Linked DNA regions of Mus musculus: regions 2 and 3 are each linked to region 1. Evidence: chromatin contacts called from public HiCAR-type and HiChIP or PLAC-seq data. All regions are on one chromosome and are shown on one strand. The core of a region is the stretch at or near the end of the contact, and the rest is flanking DNA. Distances in the headings are between cores, read along the strand shown. Region 1 holds the start of Pax9 (paired box 9). Region 2 holds the start of Pnn (pinin). Region 3 holds the start of Sec23a (SEC23 homolog A, COPII coat complex component).

Region 1 (2,603 bases), core at 63-2,562:
TCGAGCCTTGAAATGACTTTGAACATCTGAAACCAACAAATAAAGGGGGGGGGGGGCTATGTTCAAGTATTTCTATTTGTGAAGCCTCATTGTGGAAATACCTGACTGCAATAAAAGACATTTGAAGTAATCTTTCAATCCTTAACTTGATTGTAACTTGAATTCAGGGTGCACACCCACCACAGAAGCAGATGCCTGGAGATCAATGGTCAGCTCCAAGACTGATTACTAGACGTCCTGGGCTCTTGTCATTTACTGGTGAACATCGGGATTCCTCTGATTTCTTTGTGTGCAGAACCTTCGGGAGAGTGCGCGCATCACCTACATCCTGGATATGTGTTAAAGAGAGGGCTGTTGTGATGGAGACGAAGTAATATCATCCACTTTCCGGTGTCACACAAATACCCGAATCCATTCACAATGCTTCTCTTCCTTATTTCGTCCACATACGTCACAACCTTGTCTCCATAAAGAAATGCATTTCTCTGTCCCAAACTCTTCTATCCGTTTCGGATTTGGGTGAATGAAAGTGAAAAATCCCCAGGTAGGCAGAACCACACAGCATCTGTGGTAGCTAAGCTGAAGTCGCGGGGAATTACATACAGATGCTCAGAGGCAGTGTCAGCGGGTACCTCCTTGGGGCTGACTTTCATATTTAAAATCAAACCTTTCAAGGTGGCTCTATGGTGTTGAGAACCCTGGCAAATTCTTACACACGGAAACCAGGACCCTGGGTGAGTGATGCAAGGGGGTGGGATGGGATGGACGTGGCCACTGCCACCAGCGCTCCGGGGATCAACCCTCCTTCCCCGTGGACGTCCTGTGCTCCTCTTTAGTCTGGTTTTTTAATTTTTTTTTCCTCACTGCACCTGGCCTCTGCTAGGATCCTGCTTGACTGAGGTTTAGCCCCTCACTGCTGGACTAACCACTTCGGGCGGGGTACGGGAAGGAGTCTCTTGTCCTTACACCTCAAGCGCCTCCTCCACTCGACTTCTCCCCATCCTGAGTGAACTGGAAGGAGATAGAATTTGTGGACAAGATTCTGACAGTCCCCAAAGGTCAGCATGACAGGTAGTTCTCAGTCATCCCTTAAGGGTCGTGCCACTTGTTCTCTGAGAGCTCTAACCTCCAACTTTAATTTGACAAATTCATCTCTTCCCCAAAAGGTGTCCTCGGTCTCTACCCACTTAAAGTTATTCAAACCGAGACCAAAGCTTCTGTTCGCTTATTCAGCATTTTTATCAGCTTGATTTTGCACTCTGTTTGCGGCGCCCCTGGGAAGACGTCAAACACTCTTATTCATTGTATTTAGTCACCCAGGTGCGGAGCCAGCCAGAAACAGACGGCGGAAGGAGTTTCCCGGACTGAGCTGTCACTCACCGGCCTGCACCAATTACAACGCAGATTGCTCGCGGGCCCACCTCTTTTGGGGTGTGTCACAAGTGAGTGATAGACTGAGCCGCCCGGCCCTGCTCAGCCCAGCCCACGTTGCTGCTTAGATTGAAATGCAGAACTCAAGCCTCTTTCAGCCCGGCACAGACTTCCTTTTACTCTTTCCTTTGGCACTCTTGTCGCCTCCTCCCGGGAAGAAGCCAAGGCACCCTCGGCTTGGAGCAGCGACAGGCCGGCTCAGTGAGAACAAGAAAAAAGTTTCTTTCTGGGAGTGCGGAACTGGGGCCGGGTTGGTGTACTGCTCAGAGCAATGGGTGAGTGGCTGATGGGGGACGTTGTCAGATCCGAGGAGGGAGGGAGCGAGCAGGCGAGGGCTAGAGGGAGGGAGCTGAGGCGCGCCACCGCGCTGTATTGACTCAGACTGCGTCCGTCGAGCTGTAAGCACCCTCCAAGGGTCAGTGGCGGAAAGGGTTCTGTGAGAGCCACTGGGTGACAATTGATGCCATTTTGCGATTTAAGGGAAGAGGGCCGTGGCATTGGCGAATCTCGCAGCTCCAGTGTCAATCCAAGTTTTGTTGCACACGTGTTTACACTTGCAAGCAAAACAGAACAAAAACACCCCCCCCCCAGCTTTCTCTGGACTGCGTCTAACCCCGCAGAAGGGAGGGGTAAGGCGGTGGAAGGGAGCAAGGGCCGAGTGTTTTGGTACCAGGCAGGCAAAGAGGGGCGCGCTGGAGCCTCAGAACCGATTTCCCCGCCTGCTTCGGAGAGTTTTAAGTGTCCGGAGTTGCCCTGGGTCTCTCTTCTTGTTTGTTGTTGGGAATCGCAAAGTAGGAGCGAGGTCTGGCCGCAGCTTGTTTTGAGACGTTTGGCTCAGGCCGGAACAGTCTGGTTTCGGGGCAACCCCAGTCCTTATAGAAGGGTGTCATAACCCTGCCCCTGGACGCTCTTGGAGGCCGAGTGGCAGGCGGCTGTCCCAAGCAGTTGGTGCGCGTTGTGGCGCGCTCTGTGCTCCTTTTGCAGAGCCAGCCTTCGGGGAGGTGAACCAGCTGGGAGGAGTGTTCGTGAACGGAAGGCCGCTGCCCAACGCCATTCGGCTTCGCATCGTGGAATTAGCCCAACTGGGCATCCGACCTTGTGACATCAGCCGCCAGCTACGGGTCTCGCACGGCTGCGTCAGCAAGATCCTGGCGCGCTACAACGAGACCGGT
Region 2 (2,603 bases), core at 54-2,553, 2.4 Mb after region 1:
CTGAGGGGGAGTAAGTATTTCCAGACAGGATTCTCTGGCTGTCCTGGAACTAGCTCTGTAAACCAGGCTAATCCACCTGCCTCAACCTGTCATGTGCTGGGATTAAAAGGCATGTTACCACCTGACTTTTCTCTTCTTCTTCTTCTTCTTCTTCTTCTTCTTCTTCTTCTTCTTCTTCTTCTTCTTCTTCTTCTATTTCTTCTTCTTCTTCTCCTCCTCCTCCTCCTCCTCCTCCTCCTCCTTCTCCTCCTTCTCCTCCTCCCCTTCCCCCCTTCTTCTTTTTGGTTTTGGTTTTATTCAAGACTGGGTTTTTCTGTGTATCCTTGGCTGTCATGGTATTCGTTTTGTAGATAACAGGTGCTGTTAACATTGATAAGATAATGAAATTCTTCCTCACCTATCCAGTTATGAGCCTCCACACAAATAGCATACAGGATAAGACCAAGTTACTGTTACTAAAAACAAAACAAAAATTCTTGTTCCTTTTCAGGGAGAAAACTTGTAAGGATTTGACCTTTGCATTTGTGTAACATTTTTCCGAACTAAAACGTGTACCTCTATGTCAAGTACAAAACCAGCGTCCATATTGGCATTGTGGGTAGGGCAAAGTGGAATCCAGAAAATACACACAGGAAACCACTGGCAACTTCTCCAGACCCTCTATTATACCCGCAGGCATTAGGCCCTGCTGGAAACAACTTTGCTCAGGATCAGAATATAAATTGCCTCTTCATCGAGATCTGACGACCTGTTGGACCTAGGTCCGCAGCCTCAATTTCCTTATCATTAAGCACCATCTCATTCAAGTTTCTAGTTTTTAACGACTAAGGCACGCAAAGCGATTCTCAGTGTCCACAATAACTATTAGCTGTTAGGATGAAGACTCCTGGTGGTTCAGTTCACTAATGGAAGACAGCCTGCGCCTCCCTGCACTCTGGGCATGCGCAACAGCCATTATTTGCCATGCCCTTTTCTGATTAAACCTCTTGGGGAAGGAAAAAAAGGATGTATAGCCTCTTCCGTCCCATGGGAAGAGTTTAGGCGCACTATGAAGTCAGCGACATGTCAAGTTTAAGAGGATGCCTTTGCAGACCCCCGAGATTGGATCTATCACACCGACGTAATCCCTCCCCGCTCTGCGCAAGCAGCGGAGCGCAACCACGGCAGGCGGCGAGGGGAGGAGCTGAGTGACTTGCCGGCTTCTCATTGGTCCAGAATCACGGATCGACAAGCTTCTTCCCCTTCCGGTCCTCGGGTGGTCCAGGCCCGAGAAGAAGCCCGCGATCATTGGCTGGGGCCGGCTGTCAGTCCTTCCGCGTGGAGCGGCGGGCGCGGTGCGGCGCTGCGCGGCCTGGAGAGCGGTCGCGAAGCCTGCTGCAGAGAGAAGATGGCGGTCGCCGTGAGAGCTTTGCAGGAGCAGCTAGAGAAGGCCAAAGAGAGCCTCAAGAATGTGGACGAGAATATCCGCAAGCTCACCGGGCGGGACCCGAATGATGTGAGGTACGGATCGGACGGAACCCCAGAGGTTGGCGAGGTCCGGGGCCTCGGGGCCGGGCGCACCCGGGACAGAGGGCAACCGGCCGCTTGTGGGCCGACTGGGGTCAAGGGGCCCGTTTCCCGGGCGGCGGGCGAGCCCTCTGCTCGGCTAGGCGGGGAGACGCCATGCCTGCGCCTAGGGCACTGGGTGCGAGTGCTTGCGAATGGAAGGAAGGCCCGCCCGGCTGCCCGGCGTGGTTTCCGCGCCCCCGGGAAGGCCGAGACCACGGCTTCCCGCCCTTGGCGCTGCAGGCCCGGAACTGCAGTACAAAGCCCCTTTCCACCCCTGCGGCTCCGAACCCTTGTCAAGTCGGAGACCCCCGGGGGAAGCAGTGGCTGCCTCTCCCTGCTGGCTTGGGTGTCCTTCCCTTGAGGTTGGCAGATAGGACCTGACCCAGACTTATTAATATGTAGCAGTCTCGAGATACATATATTTTCGTAACGGTGGTCTTGGGGAAGCAAGAAAGAGGATTTTAATGTTTGGTTTCGAAGAAGTGGATCTGAAACGGTCATTTTAGAATTATTTGTGTTCATTTCTACGTAGTGTGTACCTTAGTGTGTGGAAGTATATGAAGCCCTCTCATGTGTCTGCATAGGACTTTTACACTGATTATAATTCTTTTTTAGGCCCATCCAAGCCAGATTGCTGGCCCTTTCTGGTCCTGGTGGAGGTAGAGGACGAGGTAGCTTATTGCTAAGGTAAGGAGATGATAACTGCCTTGTTTCTAATAAATGTATTGCAAAAGTAGAGGTTGGAGAATATTAGAACAGTTTCATATGCACTACACTTGGGAGGCAGAGGCAGGCGGATTTCTGAATTCAAGGCCAGCCTGGTCTACAAAGTTACAAAGTGAGTTCCAGGACAGCCAGGGCTATACAGAGAAACCCTGACTGGGGGGTGGGGGTGGGGGGGGGACAGTTTCATATAAACTTAACTGTTTTTAAGTTCTGTTAAGGCTTTTGACATCTAAGAATGTAATTGGTGGTAGGGTGTTGTTCATGTAATTGTTTGCTTAAGTTTGCTTCACTTGTGTTTTTCTTCTTTATGAAATCAACTAAATTCTCTA
Region 3 (2,603 bases), core at 44-2,543, 2.3 Mb after region 1:
CTGGGGGTTGAGATGAAAGGTATGTGGGTGTGTTACAAATCGTTGTAAATAGGTAATGAGGCACTGTGTGTGTAAGTGTATTACAAGAGGTTGTAAGCCAGTAGTGAGTTCTCTGTGTGAGTGTGTGTTTCTGTGCCCGTGTATGTGTGTGTATTCATGTGGATGAGCAACCAGTGCTCTTAACTTCTGAGCCATCTTCCCAGGCCCAGTTGTAAAATTTCCAATGAAATAGACTGAGTAACAAATTTTTGCTCTTGGGCAATAAACTTCTCTGGCCTTCAAATTTCACATCAGTTATGTGAGAATTTTGGGGGCAATAATAAAATTGGTCATTGAAACAATTAAAAAACAAAGGCCCTCTGATGATGCTGGAAAGAAGGAAGATGTTAGTATACATTTAAATTTAAATTTCTTTCAGTAAATGTGCCTAGCTATCCGTGGTTTAGGGTGGGGTTGTGTTAAGACAGGACAGAAGTTTAGCTGACGAGATGAATTAGACATCTCCAACTCTACTCTACCTATGGATTTATTTACCTCTTCCTGTTCCTCTCCCACAAACAGTAAAGCTCTACAGACAGAATAAATGCCCCAGTGCATGGTATTGCTCAGTTCTGAAACCTGATCATTAATAATCAAGGCCCCAGGCACTAGCTATACCTGGTGGTTTTTTCTTTAACCTTTATAAGGCCCAAGGCCGAATTACAGGTGATGTAGTCACCTGGGTTCAAAGTCTAGGGCACTCCTGGGCAGTCAAGAAACGAACCTAGAGGCCCCAGGGCACAGGAGCCTTGGGCAGGGTTGGCAAAGCGTGTCACCCAGGAGGTGGGGGTGGGTGCAGAGCCAGATGCTCAGACCCTCGGTCTCCATCCTGCTACGGTCCTTCCACCTAAACTAAGAGGACTAAAGACGAGGGCGCTCCGTCGCCATGACAAGCACAGGGTTCAGCGATCTCGGTTCGGCGCTGGGCCACAGCCTCCGGCACGCCCCGCTGCTTATGCGAGAGCACAGCCGGGACAGAGCCAACAATCCTGACACTCCGGCCCGCCGCCCGCCTCCCAGCTCCGACTAAGACCCCGGTGGAGCAGAGGTGGCTGCCACGCTAGTCCTTACCACAGTACCTACCTAGAAGCTCCGTGACGGCCACAGCCTCCGCCTTGCACAGTCGTCAGTCCGCTCCAAAGCCCTGTAGCAGCCGTGGCACCGCAATCAGGGGCGGCCCCGCCCCGCCCCCGGCCTCTTGGAGGGCCTGGGCCAGGACAACATGGCTGGTGCCGCCTCTGCCACGTCAAAGGGGAGGAGGCGGGGAGGGGCGACCAGCGAAGGGGCGGGAACAGTCCCGGAAGAGGCGGGGCGCGCAGGAGGTAATGGGCGCGTTGAGTGGCGGAAAAGATGAACCGGGAGTAATAAAGAGGGTGGGGCGAGCGTGAAAGACGGCCAAGCAAAGCGGAGGGCGGGGACAATTCAGGAAGGGGCGGGGCTAGCAGGAAGCGATGCGATAGCCAGGGCGGTGGAGGAAGGGAGGTAACCGGAGTAATAAAGGGTGGGATGTGGCCGCTCGAGGCCGTGTGTAGGATTAAGGTTAAAATACCTGACTAGGGCATTGCTAGCCCCAGAAAAAAAGAAAAAAAATGTTAACCACCAGATGTAGCTTTCACGTCTACTGTTTGCTTGAACGATTGTTTTTGTTTTCTAGTATATAGAAAAGGCTCTTGCAAGTTTTTTTCCTGACATTGTATCCGTGTCCAAAGAGGAGAAAGAACGAAGCACGAGTTAACAATTATTTGAAGTATTCGCTAGAAAATAGATGCTCGGATTCTCCTCTAATTTTGGGTTTTCGTCTGTGTGTTGTCAAGAGCCAATGAGAAGGCTTGGCTCAGGGACCTCACTTGCCTAGAACTCATAAGGCAGAAAAAGAAACTTTACTCCCAGAAGTTGTATTCTGACCTCCTCACCGACCCACAAGCAATCGCAAAATAGTAATTTTAAAGTTTTTAAGTATCTCACTCGGCTAGTGGTGATGGTTCATGCCTGTAATCTCAATAGTCAAGGTTAAAAAAAAAAAAAAAAAAAAAAAAAAAAAGGCAGCCCAGCTTACGTTACACTGCAAACTGTAGACCCTTCTAAGCCACAGAAGAGACAGTCTCAAAAACCTAAAAATTATCCTCGTGTGATACTTGGTACTCCAGAAGCTGAGGCCAGGGGATCGGATCACTACAAGTTTGAGACTCCTTGAGCTACCTAATGAGTTCCAGAACAGCCTCAACTAAACTTTAAGATGCTATCCGAAAAAGTGAAAAACAAAACAAAAAGTTCTGCATTCATCCACTCTGTTCCCCGCGAAGTCAGAAAGACACCACCCTAAGGGGTTGTAAGATTTAGACGAATGTAACGTGTTTACAAATGGTTAAAGGCTTTAGTACTCTAAAAATGACGATTATAGCGATATTGTTCATTAATTTTAAAAATATTAAAGATTTCAAAGTTCATCCTCAGTCCCTGCCGCCTACCCAAGCTTTAGACGAGAAAATGGGATTAGACAGAGCGACCTAGAAACTCTTCAGGAACCACTTCTGCCAGGAATTATTCTCGAGCGCTACATTCCA

What was found. HiCAR-type assays count read pairs that join an accessible place to other places. HiChIP or PLAC-seq counts read pairs in DNA pulled down with a chosen protein or histone mark.
Region 2: a HiCAR-type map of astrocytes shows a contact between it and region 1, with 6 times the contacts expected there. The contact joins the promoter of Pnn here to the promoter of Pax9 in region 1. A contact is called at or near these places in 1 of 39 promoter capture datasets (cranial neural crest) and 1 of 115 datasets of contacts at active chromatin or transcription factors (astrocytes).
Region 3: an H3K27ac HiChIP or PLAC-seq map of embryonic stem cells shows a contact between it and region 1, with 8 times the contacts expected there. The contact joins the promoter of Sec23a here to the promoter of Pax9 in region 1. A contact is called at or near these places in 3 of 39 promoter capture datasets (cranial neural crest, frontonasal cranial neural crest and hippocampal neurons) and 2 of 115 datasets of contacts at active chromatin or transcription factors (astrocytes and embryonic stem cells).

Annotation. Positions count from the first base shown.
Region 1 is chr12:56,694,159-56,696,761 of GRCm38.p6, forward strand. It overlaps Pax9 (paired box 9), which reads left to right and starts at 1,313. Exons shown (of 4, transcript NM_011041.3): 1 at 1,313-1,706; 2 at 2,416-2,603. The coding sequence starts at 1,703. It overlaps Gm15524 (a long non-coding RNA gene), which reads right to left and starts at 609. Exons shown (of 3, transcript XR_003950120.1): 1 at 1-609.
Region 2 is chr12:59,065,616-59,068,218 of GRCm38.p6, forward strand. It overlaps Pnn (pinin), which reads left to right and starts at 1,304. Exons shown (of 9, transcript NM_008891.2): 1 at 1,304-1,500; 2 at 2,164-2,235. The coding sequence starts at 1,388.
Region 3 is chr12:59,010,724-59,013,326 of GRCm38.p6, forward strand. It overlaps Sec23a (SEC23 homolog A, COPII coat complex component), which reads right to left and starts at 1,294. Exons shown (of 20, transcript NM_009147.2): 1 at 1,123-1,294.